2 separate regions of the Triticum aestivum genome follow, and region 2 is linked to region 1. Evidence: chromatin contacts called from public Hi-C data. All regions are on one chromosome and are shown on one strand. Each heading gives the region's core, a stretch centred on a gene start, on an enhancer-like site or on the middle of the called end of the contact. The rest is flanking DNA. Distances are from core to core; before and after follow the strand shown.

What was found. A called contact is a pair of places that touch in the nucleus more often than the background predicts.
Region 2: a contact with region 1 is called in a Hi-C map of leaf, with 5 times the contacts expected there. The contact joins the promoter of LOC123053283 here to the promoter of LOC123053282 in region 1. A contact is called at or near these places in 2 of 5 Hi-C or Micro-C datasets (both in leaf).

What each region holds. Positions count from the first base shown.
Region 1 is chr2D:382,270,921-382,276,901 of IWGSC CS RefSeq v2.1, reverse strand. LOC123053282 (ubiquitin carboxyl-terminal hydrolase MINDY-3) reads left to right here and starts at 2,229. Exons shown (of 7, transcript XM_044476738.1): 1 at 2,229-3,024. The coding sequence starts at 2,501.
Region 2 is chr2D:382,573,982-382,579,962 of IWGSC CS RefSeq v2.1, reverse strand. It overlaps LOC123053283 (exocyst complex component SEC5B), which reads right to left and starts at 2,753. Exons shown (of 21, transcript XM_044476739.1): 1 at 2,330-2,753. The coding sequence starts at 2,753.

The DNA of each region.
Region 1 (5,981 bases), core at 980-3,479:
CCCCGCTGTCGCGCCCCTGCCTCGCGCCGCCTCCAGTCGTGGTCATCTTCTGCCGGCCGCCCCCTCAGCCACGCCGGCCGCATCTCTGCCCTCCACCGTCGGCTGCTTGCCTCGCCTGCTGCGTGCTGCTTCCTGCTGCTATGCGCTGCTCTACCGCTGGTACGCTGCTGTGCCATGCCCTCGACACCACCGTGGACAAATGTGGCGGAGGGATTGTTAATGGAGTACGAGAAGGAGGTGGCGGAGAAGGTGTGGAGAGGCAGGAGGTCTGGGGCGGTGTCACTTGGCTGTGGTGGAGGTGTTTATGCGAGAAGGAGCCGGAGTGGAAGGAGAGGTCACCATTGGAAAGAATCGCAAAAAAAAAAATCGGAGATCTCATTCCAAAAAATGCTAATATCGATGGAGGGGTGATTTCCTTCAATAGGTGGAAAACATAGGAAATATTGGTTGTTATCAAGGAAAGGTAAAAAATTAGGAAAGTTAGGATTTTTGAACTAATTTCTATGCAAATGAGGTTTTATTGTTTGGTAACGTGATATCAGTACCTGCCCGTTTGTGACGTGTCTGATTAGGAAAGTTTGCAAATGTTAAGAAACTATTTATTGGGAGGAAAGTTGTGACGTGTCTGTTATTTGTTTCCTAAAACACATTTCACTAATAAGAGAAATCGATTGATTTAGATAAGTTAGAAAAATTAGATTAAAATGTATTATTTGTTTTCTGAAAATCTGTTATTTGTTTCCTAAGACAAATTGAACCAATAAAAGGAATCGATTGATTTGCATAATTTAAAAGAGTTAGATCCGTGATTTGTTATACGTTAGGAAAGTTCTGGTTGTAAGTGGAGAGAAAAATAAACAGATGGACCAGGGTGGGAGGGGGTGGTGGGAGGAGAGACGAAAAAACCAGCGAAAATAAACCGCGGAGACTATTCACCAGGGTGGGAGGGGGTGGTGGGAGGAGACACAAAAAAAACCAACGAAAATAAACCACGGAGACTATTCACCAACTCGTCCATTAGAAGTATAGCTCAAAACGCTTTATTTTTCCGACAGAAGCGTGTGGCGGCGAGACATGACAACTCACTATACTACAAACTACATCGAAGAAAGTTGGCTCGAGGCACCCCCGGAGCCTTAAAGGTGTGGATCGGTGTCTCCTTGTGTCATGTGGGTGAGAATTCTCCAGTGACCATGAGCATGTGTTTTTTGAGTCGATCGAGAATGCCCAAAGCAAAGAACAATAAGGTAGAGAGACACATGGCAAGGGAAAAAGATAATAGGAATAACATGAAACAAATTGAGTACTATTCATGCAAGCATGTTACTTAGAATATCAACATTTTTGTGATACCGGTCACGTATACTAATCTCTATAAGTTTGAGCCAACGTCACATAATAATACTAGGAGAGCTAGACAAAGATTGGTTCTCTCTGGGGGTGGGGGGGGGGGGGGGGGTGGGGGGTTTGCAAAAGCTCTAACTTTTAATGTAAAACTCATATAAAAGAATTTTCTTCACTAAATTTGTCAAGATTGGGATGGAGTGGGTGCGGGGCTGCAGCCTCAAGTTTGCTTCAACAAAATTTCTCTCGTCTTAGCACATTTTTGCATCTCAACTCGTACTTTACACTATGAAGTGCTAGAACTATTATAGTACAAATCGTATTACTACAAGCGACCCACTAATAATTTGTTGAAAATATATTGATTCTAAAAATATGAACATCGGTGAACCAACTTGTGATTGAATGGTTAGAGGGACAGTGGTATCCCGAGCCCACCAGGGTTAAGTTCTGGTGCTCACATTTATTTCTGAATTTATTTCAGTATTTCCGGCGATGCAAGAATGGAAACCTGAAATGGAACTCGGAAACATAGTTTTATGGTCGTAAGAAGCAAGAATGTGTCTATTCCAAAATAAAAAGAACAACAATTAAATGTTATGGTATACATAGAATTCCGTGAGATTACGAAAATTCTTCCATCGAAGGGCCGAAAACGCATTCGACTTGAGGGTAGACCAATGATGAAGGCGGATCTCATGCCGCACTGTCCAAACTCCAAAGCAGGGGAAGCCAAAGCTACCGTACCGTCCAACCAGTCACCAGGAATCATCTGCCGCCAGTCCATGACAGCTGGGCCACGATCTATCTTGGCCCCACAAGTCATCGGTTGTTCAGCCAAACCACGCGCCCGAGCCGCAAGTGTGCAGCGCACCGAACAGCCACCGGGAGAACACTTCCGTTTCTGACACACCCCACCACCCCCCGTCGCATCGCCGTCGCGACGGCGCTCCTACAAATACACCGACCATGTCGGCCTCCTGACCCGCCGCCATCCCGGATCCCGATGCCCCAGGCCCGAATTCCAACAACTACCGCCCGCTCCACTTCGTCCCTAGCTCGAAGCCTACGACCGGGGGCGAGGGGCCAAACCCTGCCCTAGGGTTTGGGTTTCGAGCCGGATCGATCCGGCCAGGGTTCGGCGGAGCGGCTTTCAATGGGGGATCGGGACGAGGAGGAGGAGCTCCAGATGGCGCTCCGCATGAGCCTCCACGGCTCGCCGCCGGCGCAGCCCGAGCCCAAGCGCAGCAAGCCCCCATCGCCCGCCGGGGAGTCGCCTGAGGCGGAGGCACGCCGCAAGCAGCGCGAGCTCATGGCCGCCGCCGCCGAGAAGCGCCTCCGCGCCGTCGCCCCGCCTGCCGCCGTCGCCCCGCCCGTCACCGTCGCCCCGCCCGTCACCGTCGCCCCGCCCGCCGCCGTCGTGGTGCCGCCGCCGTCCCAGCCGACGGCCGTGGTGGCGGAGCAACCTTCCGCCCCGGAGGACGTGAAGGTGGAGTCGGAATCAACCGTGGTACCTATGGAGGATGTGAAGGAGGCGGAAGTGGAGTTGGAGGTTGATGTGGGAGAGGAGGAGAAAGGGGAGGAGTTGCATCCGGAGCTCGCTGAGAAGCTCTGGCTCATGGTGTTTGGGAGTGGGGTTTCAAAGGCAGTGCTGGCGCAGTGGAGCAATCAGGGTATCAGGTGAGCTTTTGTTTGGTACTTCAGTCTCATTAATATGTGTATATGGGTGAAAAATAGAGGGATACTTTGATTTCTGGAGCACTTACCCATTCACCGAAATAGAAATCCGGCATTGATTCCAGAATAGGATATGGGATGTGATATAGGATGAGTGATATCCGGTTTTGTAACGGAACTATTCGGATAATATAATCTATGATATACGGGACAAGCTAACTTGCTCAGCCTATAGATCTTAGCCCACCGCTCATATCCGGCCCTTTTGAAGGCCTGACCCATTGCTTGTGTGGCTATCGACCTTCCTGATGCTGTACTTGTACATATTTTTCTTGGAAAGGTGCCTTTGGTAGGTTAATTTCACATTGTCTTGCACGGTACATGTCATCCAATGTCATCGTACAACAAGTGGAAACCATATATTTACGAGTTAATTTGCCTTGTTGAATTATTCATGTAGTTGCATTTTGGAAATTGTATGGTTGATTGATCTTTATATTGCCATATAAATGGTTTATGTTTTATACAGTTCTTATTTGATTAACATTAGTACCCGGTAATATTTGCATTTGTACTCATATCGGGCACGACACATGTCCAACTCTGAGTCCCACGAAAAAAATGTGGTTTAGGGTACGAAATGAGCGACATATGTCCATATCCGCTCTGATTTCACCTCCCATATCTGTAAGATAATGGCCTTTGGTGACTTCGTTGCTTTCATTGTCTAAGTAGGTTATGTTAAGTTTCTGTTCTGATGGGCATGGTGATGGGCACCTAGAAATTAGTGTTAGACATGTGTTTATGAGATTAGGGTTTAGTGTCCCACTGTCCCTGAATACTCGAGGATTGGGTGTCAATCAATGGTTCAGTGTTCTGTGAAGACAGACTGATGTGGACATATATTGTGTATTTTAGTTGTTTCTGCCAGCGAATGATAGTCATGATTCAAAGTGATCATACATGGTTATGTGTATCTTTGAGGATCGAATCATGGTAGGAGACTAAGAGAACAAGAGGTTGTCCTTGAGGTTACTTAGATTGGCATCTGGGCATCCTTAACTGTACTCATTTATACTACCTCCGTCCGGGTTTAAAGGGCCGTCCGACCAATTCTCCAGGACCAAGGCAGCGCAGCGGTACACAAAGCAGCGGGCCATACTTTGCTCCAATTAATGCGTTAATCGTTAGCCTTTCTCCAAATTCGCCAATCAGCAAGCCTGCACGCCACAAGTCTCGCGCGCAGCCGCACGGCCAGCCAACCAGCGCGCTCTCATGCCAGCTCTTTCATCCGTCCCCACGTATCCCAGAACAAATGCTTGTTAATCCGCGAATTAACACAGGGCAATAAATACCCGGCCTATAAATCTGGACTGTGTGTTGTGGCCCTCCGGCCCTTTAAACCCGGACGAGGTAGTAGTATACATATGAAACATTGCCATAGCATATATGGAGAACACAAATTTGGTAGTTAATAAATACTCCATGCATGGCAAAATGTAAGTTCCATAATTTTTTTCTTTTCTCGTGGCAGAATAGATGTGCATGGAGATGTGTTCTCTGACTTGCATTTCCTTTTTGTTTCTTGTTGTTAAGTTAAACATTGGTAGTACCTCTCCATTTTCCAACCCAATTATGAGAAACGTTCTATATATCATGGCAGTTTCAATCGCAGAAACTAGCAATTAAAGATGACATTGGTCGTGCTCTATAATTTAATATTCATGCCATACATGATACATGAGCTTCCAGTACTAGTAAATTTTCTCTTTGAGAGGAGTACAGATCTGATGGAAGCATATTGAAGTTGGACGCGAGAAATATTGGGTTAGAGCCGGCACCGCAGCGCTTGCTGCTTGCTGGCCAGAGGGTTGGGATGTTTCACTGATTCCCCGAGGACCTTGTTTTTCTGCCTTTTTCCTTGCCTCTGCCCGCCTGAGTGTGATTTGCTTTCTTCCTACCTTTTAAATACAAGAGGTCCCTGGGTTCGAACCAGCCTTTCTGCATTGCACTTCGCAGGGGTAAGACTAGGTTCCTATAATCCCTCCCCAGACCCCACCTTGTGTGCGAGCTTCTATACACTGGGTCTGTCCTACCTTTTAAATACAACCAGACATCGCGTTTTCTCGAAAAATGGTTCACTTTCCTGTGCTCTTCCTGCTTCCTGCTTCCTGCCAGGTTCTGGCATCCAGTTTTGACCGGTTACCAGTGGGGTTTCGTCAAATTCTGATGGTTTTGGATTTCAGAATTTGAAATAAACAAAACAAAAGGTTTCATCAACCTCAATTTTTAAGTAGTTATGTTAATTCACGCTTCTTTGTTGTACCAATTGTAGCTTCTTGCCGTATCCATTCTGGATGTGATCATATCAGCTAGAAGATACTGCATACTTTTAATAAAGGAATTTAAATTCAAAATAAACCATCCGATTTATATTACCTTGGCACTGTCCCATTCCTGGCAGTAACTGGCCGGTACTGCCAGGAAATGGAACCCACCCTGGATAAGAACTTATGGCATGTTGGCCATTACAAATAATGGGCATTTGCCATGGCTAGCTAATACCATGTTTGATGTCTTGTCATCAAAGGTAACTTCGTTAGGGGTGTTTGTGAAAATAACTGCTGCTGGAGTTGCAAATATCTTCATAATTATGCATTGGTGGTTGAGAAAAATAATTATGTAGCGATCAAAGGGCCTACGTGCAACAATTTTAAGCCACTGCTATTTTTTGCATGGGAACAGTATGGGAGAACCATGCAGCACAGAGCATCAAGCATTTTGGGTGAAACGCGGTCCTTCAGGAGCTCCAGTTCTGAACATTTTTCTTCTTCTAAGCTTTCTAGGATTGACTTGATCAATTTTATTTTGTTTCTCTGAATCCAGCTTGGATCGCATGTCTTCACTCTCACACATCAAAGGGACCTTTTAGTTTGAATAAGTTTTTGCGCAATTGACTT
Region 2 (5,981 bases), core at 1,504-4,003, 300 kb before region 1:
AATCTACACGTTCTCGCTGGAATTAGCGACAAAAGAAAAAACATCACGGCTCACCCAGGACCTAGCCTCAGTCCCCACGATTCCCCTGCCCTCTCCCTCCCTCGAGCTAGCCAATGTAGCCGTCACGCTGATGGAGAGACTCTGTAGCTGCTGGCTCTCCGATGCTCTGCCACCTTGCGCTCCCGCCGCTTCTCTCAGGCTCCGCCGACGCGCGCCTGCCGGACTTTGTCCCGTAGTCACCCCTCCTCCGCCTCGAGCTCAGCGCTAAGGGCGCCGCGCCATAGCCGCCTCAAGTTCCTCCCTGAGAACTCATCAGGGATGCCACCGACGAGCCAGTCCTTGGACATGTCCAAGGCTTACAGCTCGTTACGTACAGTCACCAGCTGCTGCGGCGGTGAGGGGCCTGCTGGAGAGGCTGTTGCTGCTTCACCCTGTTTGCAGACGAGGGCAATGGCGGCTGAACGCCCAAGGATGGGTTGCTGCCACATGTGCTGTTCCTGCTGCTGTGTACTAGAAGGGAAGAGGGATCAAAACAGCAGCAACAGCAGCGATGACTCAGATCGCACAGCTGCATCGGAGGGCCCATGGAGCAAACAGAGACACGCGGCCCCACCAGCACAGCAGCAAGTTAAATTCTCTTGCGGCTTCGTCAACGGTGATGCCAATCTATCTTGCAGACTGAGATTTTTACGTATCACACAAGTCTTGGCTACTCAAAACAACTCATGAATTGACATGGCTAAGCGTACAGCGATATGTACTTACGTAGATTGATCTGGAACCACAGTTTCAGGTTTCTATAAAATGCTAGTTGCAACAGTTGTACAATTTGGTATTTCTTGTGTACATCGGTGCTGCATTTTTATGTGATCTTATGCAGTTATGCTGAAGTATTCAGTGCTTCATGACACAGTGCTGGATTACTTGATAAGATTAATACCCATGTTAATTCTTGGAAAGATGTACTTTTATCAGATAAGAACTACTCCCTCTGTAAAGAAATATAAGAGCATTTAGATCAATTTTTCAAGAAATATAAGAGCATTTATATTTCTTGAAAAATTGATCTAAATGCTCTTATATTTCTTTACGGAGGGAGTACTAAATTTTGGAGTACAGGATTGTATGCACAAATTTGAGAAAGAAGAGGGACAATTGTATACCCTCCATAACTATCAAGATATTTTGTTTGGATGACTAGGATTTTAAAGATCTTTTCACATCTATATGAGTGGATGACTTTTCCTTACAGATTTTGACAATATATTCTCCTGTCCTATTGTTTGTTAAAGATGCAAAGAGCTATAGTGGTGAAAAATATACATATACATATGTGAGAGGTAATCTCACCATTTCTATGCAAGGGGTGAGCTGAACCAAATCCATTCCCTTCCTCTCTCCAACCAAACACTAAAATGGAACCGTTCCATTTCACCTAATTGCTCAGAACCAAGCAAAGGAACGGAACCAACCCATTCCAGTGGAATGGAACCATGACATTCCATTCCACTTAGTTCCCCAACCAAACACACCCTAAGCTGAGTCCAGTGGATCATTTTTACATGAACATTCTACTGAGTCGGACTGCAGACACTTATGAATAATAGTCTCTCCGTCCGGAATTAGTTGACGCTCAAACAGATGTATCTAGACGTATTTCAGTGCTAGATACATCCATTTGAGCATCAAGTAATTCCGGGCGGAGGAAGAATATGTGATGTACAAGAATTCTGTGAATTTGCAGCTAGAAGAAACCCAAATGAAAGTTGTCTTATTCAGCAACCTACAGAGGAAACACTTGGCAGCAATGCGTGGCAATCGTAACCACACCGGTACAGTTGTTGTGATGAACCTAGCATTGCTTATGACACATTATCAAAGTTGTATAAGCACTGGCTATGATTATGTCAAACTCCATGTTCAGAATCCAAATCTCATGAAGATACAAGCAGGCTAAGTGGAAATGTGGAATGCGCCTCACATGATTAAACTACACCCTCGCCAAAAATGCCCCCTGTCCAAAAAGCAGGCCTACTCTGCAGTGCCACAAAACTAACACGGCGCACGACACAATTGAATTGAGCACACTCTATATAATCCAGATGGAGCTAAAACAATGTGCATGTTGAAAGCGAGGTAGCTGTACAAGCTTGACGCCAGTGGCTAAAATTTAGCAATCAAACAAGGATCCGACCCTGTTGAAATCAAGAAAATCTACCCTCTGGCTCATTTCCCTGGAAACCTCAAGAGAAGCATAATTGACCGGGTAATCAAAGCGTACGATCACCACAGACGCCAACCCCGGGATCGAGATCTCTGCAATCCGTACCTCAGCCTCGTCGACACGCTTCCAGCTCCTGGGCTCAGCGTCGTCGAGATCAGCATCGTCCCGCGACGCGGCCCTCCGAGCCCCGGCGCGGCCGCCCCCGCGGGGCGGCGGGGGCCCGCGCTCGCGGGCGGGGGCGCCGTCCTCGTCGCCGGAGGAAATGGATAGCATCTCGACCTCGGAGTCGTCGTCCTCGTCGCCGCCGCGGCTGGGCTGGCGCGCCTTGGCGCCGCCGCGGGCGTTGGCGGGCGGGCGGACGAGGTTGACGACGGGCTTGTTCGCGCCGGCCGGGCGCTGGTGGCTGAGGTCCCGGGCGGCCTGCTCCTGCAGCGCCATCTGGAGGAGCTCGTCCTCGTCGACATCGCTGTCGCTCATGGCCGGAGGCGTCGGGCCGGGGCCTGGATCTGGGGAGGAGGAGGAGGAGGAGGGAGGGGGAGTGAGAGGGAGAAATTTCGACGCCTGGTGGTGGTGGGAGATCTGCACTGCACGCACGGAAAGACGGGACGGAGTTTGCTGGACCCAACGGCGGTTCAAAGGCGGAAGTGCGGAATGGTTCGTCTCTCTCGTCCGTGCTTGGATTGGATGCGGACCCGAAGGGAACCGGCTCCGGTGGCCGTGACGTACCGGCCAGAAGCTGAGAAGGATACGGTAAGCGGTACAGCCGTACAGGCAGGCTGAGCTTGCGTGACCGCAACTCTAAAGCGTGTTTGCTTAGGATCACATAGTAGAATGTACTCCCTCGATTTACGCGTCGTGGTTTTAGTTCAACTCCAACAGTAAGTGAAGAGAGGGAGTAAGAACAACTCCAACGCAGCGACCCAAGTCCTATTCGTTTTTGTCTGTGTCTTGTTCATTTGGGTTGATCGAGCAGACGGGTTTGTTTCCTTTTTTATTTGGTCAACCGGTGCGCCCAACGATAGTGGACGCATTTTATGTCATGTCCGCCCCGATATTTCGTCAAACACGTAGCGGGCAGGGGAGCTCGCAACGGCTGGGTGCGAGGAGGCGAGGCCGACGGCTGCAGCAGCACCGGCCAGGCGCGGGCGTGAGGCGAGGCCCGCAGTCGAGCTTGAACCCCACGGCGGGGGGCAGCACGGCGAGCATGGCGCGTGTCAGCGGCCCAACATAAACTACCTCAGGCGGCAGGAACGCTGCCAAGCCAACACGGGAAGGCAGCATGGCAACAGAAAGGCATCCTTCGACCAACCAGGGACAAGGGCGTGTCACCTCCAGGCCACCTCGGATCAAGCAACCAAACCACAGGTTCGTGGGCCCAGAGTGGGTGAGCTCTACATAAGGAGCAAGGCGCGACTGGATCGGCATCCAGTTGGATCAGGAAAACGGCATGGCACGGCACGGCTCTTCTTTTGCTTTCTTCTTATCTCGCGAGAGAAAGATGAAACATGAGTGAATGTGATGGGGGCGTATTTTTAGAGGGCCTAGAGATAGTTTGTATGCGTACGTGAAAGGGGCGTAGAGGGGTGCGATGGAGAGAGATGCTCTTCGTTTCTCTTTATTATGACTAACTTTATATATAGAATAAAAATATAAAAATTCACAATGCGGAACAAAATATCATTGGATGCACCATGCAAATTAACTTTCATACTCCATATAACTTTGTAATATTGTATAGATGTAGATTTTCTAAAAATAAATTTTTGGTCACACTTTGTGTAGTTTTTATTCAAAAGGAATGTTGTATGTGAAGTAAAAGTGAAGAGAGGGTTTTTTAGATCAATGGGGCACATGATAAGATGTAACATGTGTGAATGTGTAGTTGACGTATTTGGCAAAGCTTAGAGAGGGTATGTGTGTGTATTTGAGAGAGGCATGGATAGAGGGGCCAGGGTGCTATGAGAGAGAGATAGCACGAGAAATGAGAGAGGTCTAGAGAGAGAGACGAATAGGATGTCTCGTCGAGAGATGGCCTTGAGTGTGTCTATGCAAGGGAGAAGTGGAGAGAGACATGATCAGAAATAGTGTGTGCAGTGTGTGTGTTGGTATGTGCGGGTGTAAGGAGATAGCGAGGCCTAGGGGTAGAGGGTGTGTGACAGTGTGAGGTATGGTGGGCCGAGGTGAGGCCCCTATGTCGGTTCCATCCTACGCCACATTGGTCGGCCTATGACGCAGTACACGGGGACCCATGAAGGACTACAATACCGTAAAGGACTCTGTGTTCACTGACAAAGCCTGCTAGGATTTATAACCCTAGGTCCTATGTATGTACAAGCCCGAGGCATAGTTCATCAATAGTATACACAAAATCCCTTGGTATTCATGTAGTGTACTTTGTACACACGATACTCACAAGTATGCATGACCGGGAGTACGGTATTTCTTGGATGCAACAAGGGCCCGAACTAAGGTAAACCTTTGTCTCTGATTACCATTCGTCCAACCTAACTGTAAGGGGCATCCTACTGAATGCTCTGCTGGAATCATATTCATCACATAGGAAGAGAGGTGGAGACAGTGCGTGCGAGATAGGCCTAAAGATAATGTGTGTCCGGGAGACACATAGGCAAGTATATGTATAGATAAAGGGTCGATGGAGATCGTGTGTGCGTATGCGTGTGAGAGAAAGAGTGTTTGTGACAAAGGTTGGTGAAAACAGTTGTAGATGGTTATGAGAGAGAGGGATGGTTGTCGATGGTGAAACTGGCAGACCTCAGGATAGGGGTGTTGGAAATATGTCCCTAGTGATTATTATCGTATTTCCTTGTTCATGATAAATGTTTATTATCATATTTCCTTGTTCATGATAAATGTTTATTATTCATATGCTAGAATTGTATTCACCGAAAACTTTAATACAAGTGTGAATACATAAACAAATACTATGTCCCTAGTGAGCCTCTACTAGACTAGCTCGTTGATCAAAGATGGTTAAGATTTCCTAACCATAGACATGATTTGTCATTTGATAACGGGATCACATCATTACGAGAATGATGTGATGTACAAGACCCAACCATAAGCTTAGCATTAGATCGTATCACTTCAGTTTAGTGCTATAGCTTTCTTCATGTCAAGTATCTATTCCTAAGACCATGAGATCATGCAACTCCCGGAAACCGGAGGAATACCTTGTGTGCTATTAAACGTCACTTCGTAACTAGGTGATCATAAATATGCTCTACAGGTATTTCCGAAGGTGTCTGTTGGGTTGGCACGGATCGAGACTGGGATTTGTCACTCCGTGTGACGGAGAGATATCTCTGGGCCCTCTCTGTAATACAACATCATAAAGATCTTGCAAGCAATGTGGCTAATGAGCTAGTCACGAGATCATGTATTACGAACGAGTAAAGAGACTTGTCGGTAACGAGATTGAACTAAGTATGGAGATACCGATGATCGAATCTCGAGCAAGTAACATATTGCCGGACAAAGGGGAATTGCATACGTGATTAACCGAATCCTTGACATCGTGGTTCAATCGATAAAAGATCTTCGTGGAACATGTAGGAACCAATATGGGCATCCAGGTTCCGCTATTTGTTATTGACCGGAGAGGTGTCTCGGTCATGTCTGCATGATTCTCAAACCCGTAGGTTCCGCATGCTTAACGTTTGGTGACGCTGGAGTAATATTGGGATATGCATGTTGGTGAACAAATGTTGTTCGGGGTCCCGGGTGAGATCCCGGACAT